Regions from separate parts of the Sus scrofa genome. Here region 1 is linked to region 2. A link is a contact called in public HiChIP or PLAC-seq data. All regions are on one chromosome and are shown on one strand. The core of a region is the stretch at or near the end of the contact, and the rest is flanking DNA. Distances in the headings are between cores, read along the strand shown.

What was found. HiChIP or PLAC-seq counts read pairs in DNA pulled down with a chosen protein or histone mark.
Region 1: a contact with region 2 is called in an H3K27ac HiChIP or PLAC-seq map of skeletal muscle. The contact joins two enhancer-like sites. A contact is called at or near these places in 2 of 2 datasets of contacts at active chromatin or transcription factors (alveolar macrophages and skeletal muscle).

What each region holds. Positions count from the first base shown.
Region 1 is chr14:36,296,315-36,299,749 of Sscrofa11.1, forward strand. All of the region lies in intron 4 of MED13L (mediator of RNA polymerase II transcription subunit 13-like), which reads left to right. Among named protein-coding and RNA genes, the nearest start is that of MED13L, 240 kb to the left of the region's middle. Within about 2 kb of position 1,322, at least 5 of the 83 cell types and tissues checked have an H3K27ac peak or open chromatin away from gene starts, as enhancers often do. A contact at or near this core is called in skeletal muscle, where this site is marked.
Region 2 is chr14:36,116,822-36,120,225 of Sscrofa11.1, forward strand. The region is part of intron 2 of MED13L (mediator of RNA polymerase II transcription subunit 13-like); the gene reads left to right. Among named protein-coding and RNA genes, the nearest start is that of MED13L, 57 kb to the left of the region's middle. Within about 2 kb of position 1,485, at least 1 of the 83 cell types and tissues checked has an H3K27ac peak or open chromatin away from gene starts, as enhancers often do. A contact at or near this core is called in skeletal muscle, where this site is marked.

The sequences.
Region 1 (3,435 bases), core at 72-2,571, 180 kb after region 2:
CATCATCCAACCCCTGCTCACCTCTTTGATCTCATTTGGTACCTGTCTCCATCCTATTTATAAGCTGTCAAACACATTAAACTTGTCCCTCTACTCTGACTTTTGTAAGTGTCCTGGACCTAAACTCCTCTCTCTTAGGTCTCACTGGGGCTGGCTTCTCATTTGCCCTTCCTCGAAGAAGGGTTCTATACCCACCGCTGCCTCCCATCTAATGTGTCATCTCTTCTCTCCTGCCTCCCCTGGCACACTTAAACATAGCATGTTGTTTTGTTTTCTTCATAGTTTTTCTCCCCCTGAAATTATCTTTTAAGAAACTTCTAAACTGTCTGATTGCCCCAGCTTCTGGAATGTAAGCTCTGTAGGAATTTGAGCCTTCTTCACAGTGATACACCTGGCATTTTAGGGCAACATTTGTACATTTGTTGAATGAACAAGTAAACTGAAAGTTGCCTAAGCTACTGATTCTTGGTAATGAAAGGAAATTCTGTCAGAATCTTTTTTTTTTTCTCTAAACCTTTTGCAAAATTGGTGCTCTCAAAAAAAAAAAAATCAGACATCATAATTTTAAGCATTCGTATTTTTGGTAATGACCAGTGCTGATTGAATATCACTGTTATTAAATAAATGTTTATTTAGCTGCTTATTTATTAGAATAGCTTGAAGAGTGGGCATTTATTATCTCTCGGATATATACCAACTTTATTTAGGTGCTGCATCAATCATCTGAAGGATCTTATGTTTTCTCTTGATCTCTTAAATGCCATCCTTATGTTGAATAAATATTATCTTTCATATTTTTGGCAACTAATAGGTCGGTTAGTTCCAGTATCTCCTTTTTCTTTTATAGCCTTTCAGTTGAATTTTTCCTCATTAGGAGAAATTGCTTTTAACTGGTAAAAATCAAAGTTAATTCTGTTAAAAATTTGTATAACATATTGCAACTGTAGCTGTCTTTGTCTTCATAGTTTTAAGTAGACTATATGAAAAGTGTAGAAGCATCTTACGTTATTTTTGTTGGTTTTAGCCAGCAGATTTATTTTTCTTATGTTAGGGATGTTGGGGGATTTTGATCATGAGCAGTGCTGATGATTAAAGGCGACACTGTGTTTTGATTAAAGAAAAAGAAAACCTAGCTTCTGGTGTAAGCCTGTGGTATGGAAAGAGTATGGAAGATAAATACTTGCTGATAACAGCATTCTACCAAATGTCAGCTACAATTTTATTTTCCTTTTGCTGGGAAAACTGTGGCCTCCTTTCAGGACTGGTGAGTGAGACATTTTACAGCAGTGTTGAATATAAAAGGCCCTGCTCTCTGGTAGGCTGATGCCAAATGTTGGAAAGCCTTTAAAGAAGTTGCCAAGCCACATTCAGTATCAGCTGCTAGATCTGAAATAGAGCAATGTAAAAAGTTAGATGTTTTTCCTGCTTTGTTTATTGTAGACAGTGTCTTTTAGAAATATAACTAGAGCCATCACTGTAAATTGAGACAATAATTTTGTTGTTATACTGTTTACTTTATGTATTAGCTCCCATTAAATACACACTACAATGTAATACTAGAACACTGTCAATTCCTTAAATAGAATTGGAGTATGAGAAAGAAAGAAAATCTCCACATGGATCCTTCCCTCTTTTTCCTTCCTCATCTCCTTCTGGAAGTATGTAGGTAATTTATGTGTAATATAATCAGTCAGGAAAAAATAATAAGGGTTAATACTCACTCATACATGATAGAAAGGGCTAAATGGAGTATGGGAAAGCAACATTTTATGAAAACAAAAAGGCCATATATCTAGCACCTATTTGCTAACAAATTTTCTTCCTCCCTTCCCTTCCCTTCCCTTCCCTTCCCTTCCCTTCCCTTCCCTTTCCCTTTCCCTTTCCCTTTCCCTTTCTTGCTTGCTTTCTTTTCTTTCTCTCCCTCTCTCTCTCTCTCTCTCTCACTCTTTCTCTCTTTCTTTTTCATTTGACCACATTAGGTAAAATCCTGCTTGCTGTTGTTAACCTGTTGAATGGCCACATAGTGGAATTCTGTCTGCTTTGTGCTTATTTGGCAGGTCATTTCTCCCACTGTGAGCTGGTTGGGAGAATCTAGGCAGATGTCAGAGGTCTGTCCCTATATTTCTTTCTAGCTGTCAAGAACTCTGCCATGTCTGCCACTCAGGCTCCTCCTCCAGCAGTAGAATCTGTCATAGTGGTTGAGTGTTTGTGTAAAAAATAAGTAAACATTAACTGATTTTAGGGTGCACTATACAAATGTATTTTGTAGTTTGGGAAGATAACATTTCAGTATAGCAGTAAGGAGCAATGGAGAAAGTCTAGTTTATGCTCTCAGGCAAATAGATATAGGTAGATAAACAGGACAGCCTGATTTAGTTATTTTATTTTATTCTGTTGATCCCTTTTTGTTCTTTGCAATATATGATGCCTAATTTAATGAGAAAAATAGTAGAAAAATTATTTGGCTCCCTATACTGTTCCATTCCTCTACCCTCCCTGCCTCCAACCCAATTTGTTACTGTCTTTTGAAGTAACCACAAAATGGATTAAAGGCTTTGTTTTATACTTAAAAAATAAAAAAAAGAACCCAAGCATGTCTTAAAGTGAGCAGTAAAACCACTTTATTGGTTATGCATTACCTAATATAAATGCTACTTTAATCTGTATTCTCTGCCAGGCACACTCCCATTGAATTTTCAGAGGGTTGTCCAGAGACTCTTGAGCAGATAATCTGGCCTAGTTTAGTAACCTCAAGAGAGATTTTAATAAGATGACTTTCATAAGCCTCCTTAAATATTGTGTGTATCAGCTTCTGATTTTCAAACACATAGCACTGACTAGAGCAGCTCTTAAGTCTATTTTGGCAACCTGAAAATTACTATATATATATATATATATGTATTTCCATTAGAATGGCATACTGCACACTCTTCCAGCCTGTGGATCAAGAGCTTCCACACTGTCATTTGCTTCTAGTAAGTGAGCTACCCAGGGAGAAATACTAAGTCTTTAGACCACTAGAGCACTGTTTTTGCATTAATGTAAGGTATCTGCTGCTCTGTTACCACTCCTGTGCCAGAAAGGGTACCCTTGTGTTGAGGAAAAATTAATGTACCACCTCAGTGCCAAATTTACTGCCAACGACCCACTTAGCTTGGGATGGAAGGGTTGAAAGGAGCAGTCATAGAGCTTGCTGGTGTAATTTCTCTTCTGTATATGTGCATGTGGTATGTATATTTATAACTATATACATATGTGCATATATTGCACATGTTTATACCTATATATGAAGAAAAATTGTTCACTGAGACAATTTTGCATTGAAACAATGTGATTGGTAGCTTTTTCTTAGATTATTAAGATTATTCAGAGTTGTAATGATAATTTAATGATTATAATGCAAATTATTCTCTCTCAATTAAAAAAAAATTATGT
Region 2 (3,404 bases), core at 235-2,734:
AGTGCATACTATGAAGTCCTTCTAGTAGTCACATAGGAAATACTAGAAGCATACGAAAACATGCTGTTTTTTTTTTTTTTTTTTTTTTTCCCCAGGGCCGCTCCTGCAGCATATGGAGGTTTCCAGGCCAAGGGTCTAATCAGAGCTGTAGCCACCAGCCTATGCCAGAGCCCCAGCAGCGCCAGATCCCAGCCACGTCTGTGACCTGCACCATAGCTCATGGTAACGCCACCGGATCCTTAACCCACTGAGCAAGGCCAGGGACTAAGCCCACAACCTCATGGTTCCTGGTCGGATTTGTTAACCACTGAGCCATGACGGGGAACTCCCTAACATGCTATTATTGAAGACTGCGTTAATGAAAGTATATGACCACATTAGAAAGATTTTCTTGATGCACTGATTTGTTTTTAACTAAATATAAAAAAGAGAGCGAGATACGATTTCTTTACTTTAGGAGGGTGTAGTTCCTTTTTAGTTTAATTTAAAAAGTTTTATTGAACTTAATTGAATTATTTTCTATAAATTATTTTTATTAGTGTTGTAGATAGGAAGTAGTTTGGACCATTGGAAAACTTGTGTTCTAATTGTCATGTGCAATGGGCTATGGAGAGTACCATTTTTTTGAATTAAAGTGCTTAGTGATATTTATGTGTCAGACACCTTTGTTAACTTATAAATACGTCATGTATTGAATGACCTCTGCTGTCTTGTAAGTTTCCAGTCCAACCCTAGAGCTCATGTTTGCTACTTAGAAATGATTAGTTAAGATTGTTTGGCTAAGGGTTTCACTGGTAACTGCATGTTTCATAGAATCAAATTGACTGAAAACTTTCATTGAGCTTTTTTCATCCCAAAATCCTTAACCTCTTTTAAAATCATGTCTGTGGATTACATAATAAAATGAGTTAGTATATGGCTTAGCCAAACATTTTCAATGAAATCCTTCATAGACTTTTTTAGTGTCAGTATACATTTTTTTGGTCTTTTGTTATAAAGATAACCTTTTGATTCCATCTACTTGTATTTTTATTTATTTAGGTGTTTTTTTTTTTTGTTGTTTTTGTTTTGTTTTGCTATGCCTGGGGTGTGCAGAAGGTCCTGGGCTAGGGTTTGAACACCCGACACCTGAGCTGCTGCAGTGACAATGCTGGATACTTAACCTGCTGCACCAACAGGGGAACTCTTCCATCTACTTTCTAAATGTTTAAGATAGCAAGTTAGTGCTTTGTGGGTTTTAAAATTGTAAAATGGCATTTTTCAAAGACTGTTAACAAAGTTAACCTGTCCCCTCCAAAGATGCTTGTAATCATACTTGCATATGTACCCGTGATTACTTGAATTTCTTGTATTAGTTGAAATTTCCATTTGGCACCACATGGAATGCAGTCCTGTCTTGCAGAGAATGCTTGAAGTGTCCTTCCACCATCAGCAAAAACACCCCTTCTTGGCTAGGAACCATCTGTGATTCTCTTTTTCCATTTGTGACCTTAGCTCAGCTGGCATTCAACAGAAGTGTAGGTCATGGATTGTGGATTACCCCCTCCTATTCACCCTCACATATCCAAAATAGAACAGAGACCAGGAAGAATTTTATCATTCTTTTGTTTTTCTTTTACCTTTGGAGCAGTAGAGACCTAAGTAAGTAAACAAAAAATGAGTATTCATACCATGTCTACCTGTGATGTGTCAGAGACAAGTCATTTAAATTTTTTTCATCTTTTATTCTTGCCTATAATATGGGAATTAGAGCTTTACTTTATGATACAGTGAATATGAAAAGTTCATAGATTTTAAAATGCTGCATAAATGATTTTCATAGTTATATTTTTCTTTTAGTAAACTCTGCTGTCAACATATTATGAACTTATTTTATAATTCATAGTTTTGGTCATAATTTCTACTTAAAATTTGAATTCTCTTTCACCTGGCACTGACAATATTACCTTAGTTACAATTACATGTAGCCATTTGATTTTTTAAAACGTTGCCTCTTATAACTGACTGTTTTCTGGCATTGGCAGTGCAACAATCATTGGTAATATCTATGCCTGTGCTGAAGGGATTTTAGAATTAAGAACTTATGTCCCATATTGTTTTAAATATGATCTAATCCTTGAAAATTACAGTAAGTATGTGGTGCATGTTAATTATCAATTGACAAGAGTGTTTTGGAGTTTTGTTGACCATTGCATATAGAGAGCAAGAATATTTGATTAACAAGGATTACTACAAACTCGTGTCGCATGTTTCTTTCCACCTTTGGTTTTTTTATTTGCAGAATAGTTTTTATTTATGCTTACTGTTCCTAATTTTATGGTAGTAATAAAGAATAAATGATGGTGTGAAATAATTTTATGTTGAAACCAGGAACCAGACAATAATCAAATATTTATAGTTCCCTTGTTATGTGCTAGGCATCATGCTGGGTGCTTGATGATCAATCTTGCATTGGAAAATAATTTAGGATTTATTCTTTTTTTAAAAAATCTTAACTTGAATGATTTATAGGGACAAATTTAAGATTCTGCTGATTCATTTTTGTACCTTTTTTATTAAATTCATTTTATTTATTATATAGAATAGATTTAGTAGTTATGAAATGAATAAGTAGCAGTCTTTATCATTTTGAACTATTGATTTAACTAGTTGAACTCTATAGTAACTGCAAGCTAATCACTGACTTTTTAGTTCAGCAGTATACTGGTTGATAGTGCTTTATTTAAATAGCAGAACCACATAGCTTTTCCAGCTTTTTAGTTTTCCTAGGGTTAAATATTGTGCCCAAAAGTTCACCAGGCATCTTATTTGCTTGATTAATTCTCAAGTATATGGACTATAAAATTTAACCTCTGCCATATTAAAGCAAAAAGCCTTTGATTTGTTATAGCTTCCTTTAAAAACTCAGTGTATGTATTAAGATGGCCTACTGAAAGCAGTGGGAAATATGAAAGTCAGCTATATAAATAATGACTGCATCATTTTCTCTTGAAAATCTAAGTAGAAAAAAATAAAAGAATTTGGGAAAAATATTCAATGGAGCAATAACTCAGGTTATTATCTTATGGAGATTTAAAGAGATTTTGATTATTGAATACCTATTTTATGAAGACATTCATCATTTTATAGTAGTTCTAACAGAGCTAAGGTAATCCATGCTTCATGGTTTTAGTCTATATAGGTGGCTTTACAGATATTTTTGCTTTCTCATGTAAAAAGATGTTTGTCAGCTGAACTTAATTTGAGAAGAACTTGCTGGAATTCAGTCTTTAGGCATTAAAATGTTGAATACTTCTTAAGAAGAACTGTGTTTCAATTTTGGTGTTAACATTTTACTGTCAAAATTGTTTTGCCTTGGAAATGATGTGAATTTGAAATTATAAAAATCTAAATTACAATTGATG